Linked DNA regions of Danio rerio: region 1 is linked to region 2. A link is a contact called in public Hi-C data. All regions are on one chromosome and are shown on one strand. The core of a region is the stretch at or near the end of the contact, and the rest is flanking DNA. Distances in the headings are between cores, read along the strand shown.

Region 1 (5,154 bases), core at 1,630-4,129, 170 kb after region 2:
GTCACCACAAACAGCCCGCTTTCTGACAGCATTTGTGGAGAGTGACTGTCATGCGAGTTTACAAAGAGAAGACCCTCCGTTTTTAGGCTTATCCGTTCTAATTCCAGGCCACATTTAGTGTCAATTAAAAAAAGGGTCCTGCCTATTGTTAGCGCCAGGGTGTCATTGTAAATATTAAGGCTGGTTTGAGTTCCACTAGCACTTAGGCAGTTATCAGGAAGTTTGTATATGTTGCAAAGACTGCCATCTTTCTTCATAACACATACCCAGCCAGTACTGAGGAGGAGGAGGAGGTCTCCACATCCAGTCGGAGAGAATCCTCGGATATCAGGAGGATTTATGGTGGATATAAGGCCAATGCAGTCTGAAACAAGTCTCTTGAAGTCTGATTCTTTGCTTGAGCTTTTCATAAGCGTGCAGCTACTGGCACTGTGCACATTAAATGTGTCGTGTTCAGGTGACCATGCAAGAAAAACCTTGGAAACACCCATCAAAGATTTCACCTGCGTGTCTGGGAGCAGATAAACCAAATCTCCGGAACTGACGGTCATATACTGAGGATTATTATGCAATGCAATTTTCACATTTCCCAAACTGACACCCCCTTCGTTATTAACTTCTACAGTCTTCTTGCAGATGCAGAACCTGAAGTTGCTGCACACAGCACTGGAGTTCTCTGATGGCGGTCGCTCCTCACACCATATGATGAAATTCTGACACATGCTCACAGACACTACTTTAGCACGAGGGCTGTTACACAGATCCACAGTCTGGAGCAATCGCCAGCCCGATCCACATTCCAGGAATTTCCAGAATTCCACTTTTCCATTCTCAAAAATGACCCCCAGCACTGAGGCTCCATCTTCTGGTTTGCTGCTTTGAGGGACATAAAGGACATCCACAATAGGCACATTTCGAGTTAGCACTAAATCAATGTGCTTCTGGCATTGCAGGAGATGGGCTCGCTGATATTTGTCGTATGTCATAAGACCACTTTTGGGCTGGCGCACAATGACATGAATGTGACGTCCATCTGGACTCAGACGCACATCGGACAGGCAGTTTTGAGAAGATATGTTGGAGTATGCTTGTTTTAAAAACTCCTTCAGATCCTTTCCTTTGGTGAAATCGCCGAAATCGGTCACTTGTTCCAACGCGAGTCGCGTCATGTTTGCAGAAGCGTCGGTTTGAATAGGAAGAACCCAACCGCTCGTGTAATCACTTTCAGTTTAGACCAGCGATCATCCGCAGTCTCCCCGAAACATGTCCAGTGCTCGTTTCACGCGTTAACTCCATAATAAGACGGTATCATAACTTTATAGTCCACAAATCGTGCGAAAAACCCGTATATTTCTCTTCTGCTGTCTGTTTCTCTCCCACTCCTCCTGACATCACGAGTTTGTTAATTTCCGGAATCCACTGGATGTGTTTCAACACCCAGTCAGCTGCCTATACAGACAAGCGCACTGCTCTGCAATGATCACGACAATGAGAGCCTGAAATCGTGCCTAGGTAGGTGACTTACTACGTTTTGAAACAGACCCTGTGTATTGTTTTTATTTTTTTCTCTTTTAAGGGAGGAGTTTAAGTCACACAGCTCTACAAATGGATCAGGCATATCTGTATTATATTATATTATATTATATTATATTATATTATATTATATTATATTATATTATATTATATTATATAAAATATATTAATTATCTAGTACTATATATAATTATATTTTGTTAAATGATATTATATTAATTATATTTTATTATAATATATTATATTATGTTATATTATATTATATTATAATAATTACATTATATTAATTATCTTGTTCTATATTTAATTATGTTATATGAAATTATATTATATTAATTATATTATGTTAAATATATTATATTAATTATATTAAATTATATTTTATGAATTATATTATATTATATTATATTATATTAATTACATTATATTAAATAAATATTACATATAAAAAGGACACTAGGACATTATGCTATCTGAATTACCTGAATATATATTCAACTATCTGAAAAATACAAACTTAAAGAAATTTCACTCTGTTAAAAAATATATTCTAAAAAGGTATTATTAAAATTGTCAAACTTGTTAATAAAAAGGAAATATTACAATTATATCTCTTAAATGTAAACGTAACATACAGAGGAAACAACATCTTAATAATCACAAAAATATAACATTAATTAAAAGCAATTACAAAATAGAGAAAAAAAATCATATCGACAATGGTTTAACAATGGTGTTTAAAAAAAAGTTGTTGTAATGTATCAAACATTTTGTGCTTTTCTTGTTTTTAGTAGCCTACGTTTTTGAGATGAAACAGGATTCGCAAGAAAAAACAAAACAAATCAATAAAAAATTGCATTCAAAATAAATATTACTCCAAAAAAGCAACACTCCGAGATGCTTAGTCATGACGTCAGTTTGTAGTCTCAGGATTCGCCATGCATTATTTTCGAGATCTATTTGATGATTTTGGTATATCTCCGGTGTATGCGGTAATTGATGTCTTTAGTTAACAATACATGAAACGACTTTTAGGTTTTGTTCAACGGCATAGATTATATAGTGTGCTCTCTTAAGGCAAATTGCTTACGTGATGCTTAATAAGGACTACAACTACCACAAGGCTGTGAGTTGACTTGACTCACAGTAAAATGTGTAGGTTGTGAATAAAGCTTATATAGTATTAAATATAGTAGTCAAAGTATAAGAACAGCACAGCGAAATATTAAAATAGAATTGTATAGAATAAAAAATAGAACACGACAGCTACGAGCTTCGTCACTGAATGCGTCGGAAATGACGTAAAGTACACTTCCTCCTGCTCCCGCGAAAATTTCACCGTTGATGTAAATGCCGAACCTTAATGTTTTTAAAGTTTGTAAGTGTTTACAGTACACTCTCCTTTTCTAGTTTTGTACATTAGTGTTTATTGATTCTTGTCTTGGTTTTAATTTACGATGTCTGCTCGTATATTTCGGTCGACTGTATTAACGTTAATCATGATAATTATTGGGAAGTACGTTTAAAAGTAATGTGTAATTCTTATAAACGTATGCATTAATTCTTATAAACATATGCTTTAATTATTTGTAAACACTGAAATGTGTTCGTTTAGCAGTGAAATACTGTTAAATCATCATGTGATTAGCAGAAAATGTACCACAGTAGTTCAATTGATGTTATATTTTACAAAATAATGCTGCACAATACGCGTATTATATCATATCATATTTTATTATATCATATTATGTGTTATTATATTATGTTGAATACCAGCGTGAACCTTCATTTTATCTGATAGACAAAAGCCAATTTAGAAATAAAAAGGTAAAATGTCCGTTTTATTCATGTTCTGACACAAGTGTCTTTGTGAACAGAAAACCAACCAGAATCACTGAAGATGTCTGATTCAAGGAGAAGGTCCCGGGGGAATCAAGAGGAACCAGGAGGGTCAACCAATGGAGTGGGTGGACAGAACCGGCCTGAGAGATCGGGCGATGTGGGTGATGAAGATGATATTGGTGGCGGACCCTCTGGTATTAGTCAGGAAGATGATGATCCTTCACGCAGAAGAGAGATCAGGAGCAAATACAGGGACCTGATTAATGAAGTTCAGCGTGAGTGTTGATACTCTTCAAGTGGGTTTCAGTTATGCAGTTGTGATGTTTAATGTACAAGTAGATTTTTGAGATTGCTTCTTTTACTTGTTTGTTGACAGAAAATCGCGAGGACATGTTGAATCCTGCTAACAATAAACTCACTGATGTTTTGGAAGAGGCCAACAAACTTTTTGCCAATGGTATCAATTCTACAGCATGTTCACTGCATTAGCTTGATGAATATTTTGGTAGAACTCTGTGTGTAAACATTTCAGTCATTCAGTCTTCATGATATTTTCCTGCTGTGTCTGCTTTTAGTGAGACAAGCTCGTGAAGCAGCTCTAGACGCTCAACTCTTGGTACTAGCCACTGATCTAGGGAAGGAGAAGGCCAGCCAGCTACATGCTGAAGGCTCTTCATTTGACCCATCTGCATTTGCAGAACATTTGGTAAGCTATGGCATGACTTGACATGTTTGGAAAACATGTAAACCAAACACAACTAGGACATCATGCACATGTGAAAAGATTAGATTGCTTAAAGGGTATGTAACAAGCTCACTTTGCTCATAAGTCTTACATTTTTTAAACACTTTTAAAACAAAGTTACAGCTATCAGATTCTCTCCAGGAGAGACTGAGCCATAGGCAGATTTACTGAGTCATCATTAGTGTTTGGGCGTGGACTACATTCTCCCGTAGGACTGTAAATAAAATGGGGGTAATCATAAAACTTTCTAATTGTAACCCTTTGAGGTAGTCTGATCAGTCTAGGTTGGCCGCAAAGTTGTATACGATCACACCAGTGTGGTCAGAGCATTTAAAATTGTTAACTGTGGAAGACAGAAATAATAATAACTTTACATATACTCTTACAATGAGTCATTCACAACAGATACACAATGTTTTGGTAACTAAAACAAAGATGGCCTTTTTAAAAATTCTCAGATTTTTTTTACATATACATTTAAATAGACTTTTTTTCACCCTTTAAAAAATGTGTGCTGTTGAAGGATATTAACCTATCAGCTTTTTAAGTGTGACGTCACGGCTTCCGGGTCCAAGCGCTCTATTCAACTGTATGGGGAGACTCATGAAATGGTAATTTTATGTAATACTAATTTAATGTAATACTTTCAAAAATCATGATCGCAATAAACATGTCCATGCCTAATATCCGATAGCCAGAAAGTGATTCCTTTTTTTTTATAAGTTGTTAAAATTTTGGTATTTGTTTTGCAGCAAGCCCAGAGATTGTTGTGTACACTATGACTTTATATAAAATTAACTTTAATGTGTGATGTGAATAAAAAGTGATCATAAACGAATAGTTTCTCAACTCAAATGAGTGGCGGCTTGGACCCGGAAACAGTATTACATATGCCACCCACACGTCACCACATAACAAGCGGATATAATTAGCTTAAGCATATCAGAATTATGTAATTACTGTTGTGCTTGTGGGCCCAAGTCATGTTTCATTTCATAGAGCACAACAATTCTTTGATTTCTGCTTTACTCAGT
Region 2 (5,607 bases), core at 706-3,205:
TTCACTATAGCTTTACTTTCATTCATTTTTATAAATCATGTTTTTTTCAATTGTGCATTAAAATGTTATTCAAAATAATTATATTAATAATAAGAAAAATTATATAAAAGTAATAAAAATTGAGTTATCTTTTTTTAAATTATCTCTTCTTTTTGGTTAAAATATTCTTAATACGTGAATTATAACATGTGCATTATATTGATATTCAAATCATTAAAAAATAAAATAATCAAAACAAAAAGAAAGAAGTAGAACATTTTGAGGAAAATTTTGTTTGTTTTGCAAGATCAAATATCAAACATCAATTCTAGGTGCTTTCTAAGTAGTCCTGCAGTTTGCACATCTGCCCATTCACACTCGCTGGATCACGGGAGACCTTGAATTGGAAAGAATGTTCTGTCCCTTCTTTAGTTCAACTTATCAGTACTCAAGGTCTAGAATAATGTAGTCTTGCAATCTGCCAAGCTTGTGTAACAGTGGATCTTGATTCAGAAATTACTATTGAGTTTTATTATTATTACAAAAGGAGTAATGCCTTATCTAATAGCTATTTTTCGTATCTTTGTTAAACTCAAATAATTATGCAATGTCCATAGCAGTGGCTCATAAAAACAATTAGTGCTTAAAATATGCTATTTTTGGTTGTACATTATGTTTGCATTTATGCGTGTTATTCATATGCATATGTGCGGGTATAATAAAGCAAAATAGAGCATGGTTGTTATAATTTAGTTCCCTTCAAATCTGCACATCTTGCACATTTTAGATTGGCCAGTTGACTGTGTCCATTACGTACAATTGGTATTGATTTTTTAAATAGCAGGATAACGAAGTAGTCAATTTGTGTTATGGGAAAGGTTTTGGCTCCCTCTGTAGGCAAAACAGCAGCCAAACACATTAATATATGCATAGAGAGAGAGCGCGAGAGAGAGAGAGAGAAAATAAATAGTCTAGGAGCACTGTTGAGACTACAATGAAGGACGCAAAAGAAGGCAATAGTTTGCGTTTGTGGTTTTCATTATTGCATTGTTTATATACATCCATTGGGGCGCAGGGGAGTTATCAGTGGAAATATTCGAGGTGCGAAAAGCATCACACATACACAAATAAATTATAAAACGAACTAAATGAACTAAATTGAATTATAAACCGCTTAATCCTATGTAATAATTAGCTATTTATAAAATAACAAATACAAAACAATTTAAGAATGCAGATTCAACTAAATGAAAGATTATCATACATAACAAATAAACAAAACAAACGAATATGAATAAGAAATTGCTTGTAAAAATAAATATATGTATTTGGACATTAATTAATATGAAACAATCTATTGTAACCTAACATGTTCTATTTTCCTAAAAATATCATTTCAAACTACGAGGGAATCGAGAAGTGGAAAGTGAATGAAAGTGAAAGAAGGCTTCACACGTGTTTGTTTATATGACAGAGACGCACGTGCGTTTATAAGCAATTAGAAAGCGAATAGTTTCACTCTTTGTCTTACTTTTTTTCTCATTTCCCCGTGCTTAACGTACCCTACTAAATCCGTCATTCAGTCTTTTTCTGTTTTCAGGCTTAACCCCAAAAATTCAATACGTTATTGCAATGCATTGGCCAGTAGTTTCAACAGTGACATACCGTTGGCCGCCAGTGACCACTCCCACCTTTTAGGTACCGCTGTTTTTATCAGCTGATTGGATTTAGGAACGCCCACTACCGCTTTCAGGCCCGATAGCACCGCCTCTCCTCCCACACTTCGCGCGATCTTATTGGATGCACCGGGGTTGAATTTACATATGCCATCGGATTGGTGAAAACGCACGTCCGTCATGAGACATCTGTACTCGCAGCAGTTCACATAGAGCGTGCTGGTGTGTGTCATCGTGGTGCAGAGAGGCAGCGATACGCGGTGAGTAATGCCGTCCTTGTTGCTCGATGTCAGGATGGTTCTAGAGAGGATGAAGGCGGACGCGGACTTCCTCTGACCGTGGCAGCTTACATTCATTGACTAAAGTCTGCCCACTGTCAACATGGCAGAGCAATGGACCGCAGTGCCCACTTCTAATATGGCGGCGCTAAACCGGGCTGGATCATTGACTGTTATATTCCTAATTGTCAGCAGTTGTCTGATCAAAAGCATTGATGGTAAAGACCCGTCAGAAGAGACTGTCATCATTGGCCTCCGCCTCGAAGACACCGACGAGGTGTCTTTTATGGACAGAGGCTTTTTGCGCGTCAGCGAGCGATCTCGTGTCAGATTAAGGGTCTATGGGCAAAACATCAACAACGAGACGTGGTCCAAACTCGCCTTCACGGAACACCGCAGCAACGCACCTGCGGAGAGCCTGAGCCCCGGAGACGCACCTGCCTCGCATCCCTGCGGCATCCGATCCTCCGATATCATCATCCTTCCCACCATGGAGGTAAACAGAAAGACTTCTGGGATTATCGAGCTCGAGGTGAAGCCTCTGCGCAAAACGGAAAAAAGTAAAACGTATTACCTGTGCACCGCCATCGGGACACCTGGCGCGCAGGACTCCTGGTCCGAACACACCTGGGTCTATCACGAAGGGCATGACACTAAAGTGATCGTGGTGGAGGAGAAAAAGTTCCTCCTGCCGTTCTGGCTGCAGGTGATTTTTATTGCCATGTTGTTGTGCTTGTCTGGGATGTTCAGCGGGCTGAATCTGGGTCTGATGGCGCTGGATCCCATGGAGCTCCGGATTGTGCAAAACTGCGGGACCGAGAAGGAGAAGCATTACGCGAAGGCGATCGAGCCTGTCCGAAGCCAAGGAAACTACCTGCTGTGCTCGTTGCTGCTGGGAAATGTCCTGGTCAACACTACTTTGACTATACTTCTCGATGACATCGCAGGGTCAGGGCTGATCGCTGTGGTGGTGTCCACTATAGGGATAGTGATATTTGGGGAGATCGTGCCTCAGGCCATCTGCTCCAGGCACGGACTCGCTGTAGGCGCGAATACAATATTCTTGACTAAATTTTTTATGATCCTCACTTTCCCAGCATCCTATCCGGTCAGCAAACTCCTGGACCACGTGCTGGGGCAGGAGATTGGAACTGTGTACAACAGGGAGAAGCTGCTGGAGATGCTGAGGGTGACCGATCCATATAATGACCTGGTCAAAGAGGAGCTCAACATCATCCAGGGCGCTCTGGAGCTCAGGACTAAAACCGTGGAGGATGTCATGACACCTCTGCGGGACTGCTTCATGATTTCTGGTGATGCCATACTGGACTTCGCCACCATGTCTGAGATCATGGAGAGTGGCTACACTCGGATACCTGTGTATGAGGGTGAGAGATGTCACATTGTGGACCTGCTGTTTGTCAAGGACTTGGCCTTTGTGGATCCAGATGACTGCACGCCTCTGAAAACCATCACCAAGTTCTACAGCCACCCTCTGCACTTTGTCTTCAACGATACAAAGCTGGATGCCATGCTGGAGGAGTTTAAAAAAGGTAAAGATGTGTACAACTGCACTGGCATTTTAAAGCTACACCTTTATTATTCAGGGGTCGCCACAGTGGATGAACCACTAACTTATCTTGCAAATATTTTAAGCAGCGGATGCCCTTCCAGCTGCAACCCATCACTGGGAAACACACATACAGTCTCATTCACACACATACACAATGGTCAATTTAATTTATTCAATTCACTTATAGCGCATTTCTATGGACTGTGGGGGAAACCGGAGCACCCGGAGGAAACCCATGCGAACGCGGGGAGAACATGCAAACTCCACACAGAAATGCCAACTGACCCAGCAGTGGCTTGAACCAGCAACCTTCTTTCTGTGAGGCGACAGCACTACCTACTGCACCACCGCGTCTCCAAATATATTCTTGTTACAAAAAGTATTTTGAGAATTTTTCACGAAAAAGGTTGTAGTTTTTTTATGTGGTTACTATGAAAACACTCTTGTAACTTTTAAAAAAACTTTTTATATAGTCGTATAGTCTTATTGTTTTTTAAAGGTGTGTCTTTAATTACTCACTGAATTACTTGCATGAACTAATTATGAACAATATTTGTGAAGCATCTATTAAACATGATCAAAACCCAAATTCATAATTGTTAACATTGATTAATGCAGTGGTTCCGAAACTTTTCAGCCCGCGACCCCTAAAATAATAATGCCATATATTTATAAATATGCAAACATTGCTCATCCAACATTAGGCCTATATAAACATGAGCTTATTGACAACACAAAAAATTGCAACTGTCTAACAACCATATAATTTTATAGTCATTTATTAATTTGTTTAATTTAATATTAACCATAAATAATAATATAAACTAATAATATTTACTAAAGAGACTTGTAGAAACAGTGTTTTCACCACAAGTCTATTCTTGGTTTATTTTTGTAGACCACCAAAACCTGGTAATAATAAATAACCTGGTGTTATAAAATCAATCTGCTGCAGCTGACGCTATTGCTGTGTTGTTAATCTAATGTAAACACACCGATCCTATAAAATAATTAAAATGCTTTTCATTTGCATGTTGTTGTTTTTACTTTTAAAAACAACTATTTTTCAATTTCCGTTGGTTATGGATAAAATATGTTAATTCTAAAAGTTTAATAAAATTTAGTTGACTTTTGGAAATCACCAAGCATTGTCATTGTCCCGCAACGGGAATCACTGTAAATGTTCATGACCTAGCAATGAGCAACTTTATTTTCATTAATGTAATAAATGTATTGTTCATTTTGTTATTGTTAGTAAATAAATTAATTAATATAACCTCATTGTATAGTGTTACCATTTAATTAAACCATGGATTTAATTAATGAGTTAGTTTAACAATGGTAACCATAAATCCTGCATTTTTCTATAATGACCATAATTTAATCATGGTATTAATGTTGAAACCTTTTAAGCACAAATTGTTATCAAGGCAAAAAAAAAAAAAAAAAAAAACGCACTTGTATAACAATAAAACCATGGTTTCACAGAAAAAAGTATCAACAACCTTTTTTCACTTTATATAGCAATGGTCTCAAACTCAATTCCTGGAGGGCCACAGCTATGCATAGTTTACCTCCAACCACCTGCAACTCACATCTGCTTAATAGTCTAGTAGTAATGAACACCTTGATTAGTTGGATCAGCTGTGTTTGATTAGGGTTTGAGCAAAACTGCAGAGCTGCGGCCCTCCAGGAATTGAGTTTGAGACCTATGCTGTATAGTTTTTGTTTTGTGTTTATGTAGTGTTTGTTTTGTTTCAACTCACTTTTTGCCATGAAGATACATCACAGCATGGCAGAAGTAAAATTTTAAAAAACATCAAAAACCATTATATGCTCAGCATTTTATAATATATTATAGTGTTCTGTGGCTTGGCGAGGCAGTGGCGCAGTAGGTAGTGCTGTCGCCTCACAGCAAGATGGTAAGATGGCGGTTCATTCCGCTGTGGCGACCCCGGATTAATAAAGATACTAAGCCGACAAGAAAATGAATGAATGAATGAATGAATAGTCTGAGGCTTTGTAAAGTTTTTAAAAGTGTTTTAAAGTAGCTAAGTACGAACAAGTAAGCATCATTGTTGCTTTTATGTAAAGATGCTGC

Evidence for each region. Hi-C and Micro-C count contacts between places; a contact is called where the count stands out from the background.
Region 1: a contact with region 2 is called in a Hi-C map of hematopoietic stem cells, with 2.1 times the contacts expected there. The contact joins the promoter of nsmce4a here to the promoter of cnnm2a in region 2. A contact is called at or near these places in 2 of 18 Hi-C or Micro-C datasets (hematopoietic stem cells and an unstated tissue).

What each region holds. Positions count from the first base shown.
Region 1 is chr13:32,170,212-32,175,365 of GRCz12tu, forward strand. It overlaps nsmce4a (NSE4 homolog A, SMC5-SMC6 complex component), which reads left to right and starts at 2,880. Exons shown (of 11, transcript NM_001020523.1): 1 at 2,880-2,911; 2 at 3,411-3,650; 3 at 3,752-3,832; 4 at 3,951-4,081. The coding sequence starts at 3,434. It overlaps hps6 (HPS6 biogenesis of lysosomal organelles complex 2 subunit 3), which reads right to left and starts at 1,404. Exons shown (of 1, transcript XM_005156935.6): 1 at 1-1,404. The coding sequence starts at 1,169.
Region 2 is chr13:32,003,247-32,008,853 of GRCz12tu, forward strand. cnnm2a (cyclin and CBS domain divalent metal cation transport mediator 2a) reads left to right here and starts at 1,956. Exons shown (of 8, transcript NM_001144785.1): 1 at 1,956-3,486. The coding sequence starts at 2,037.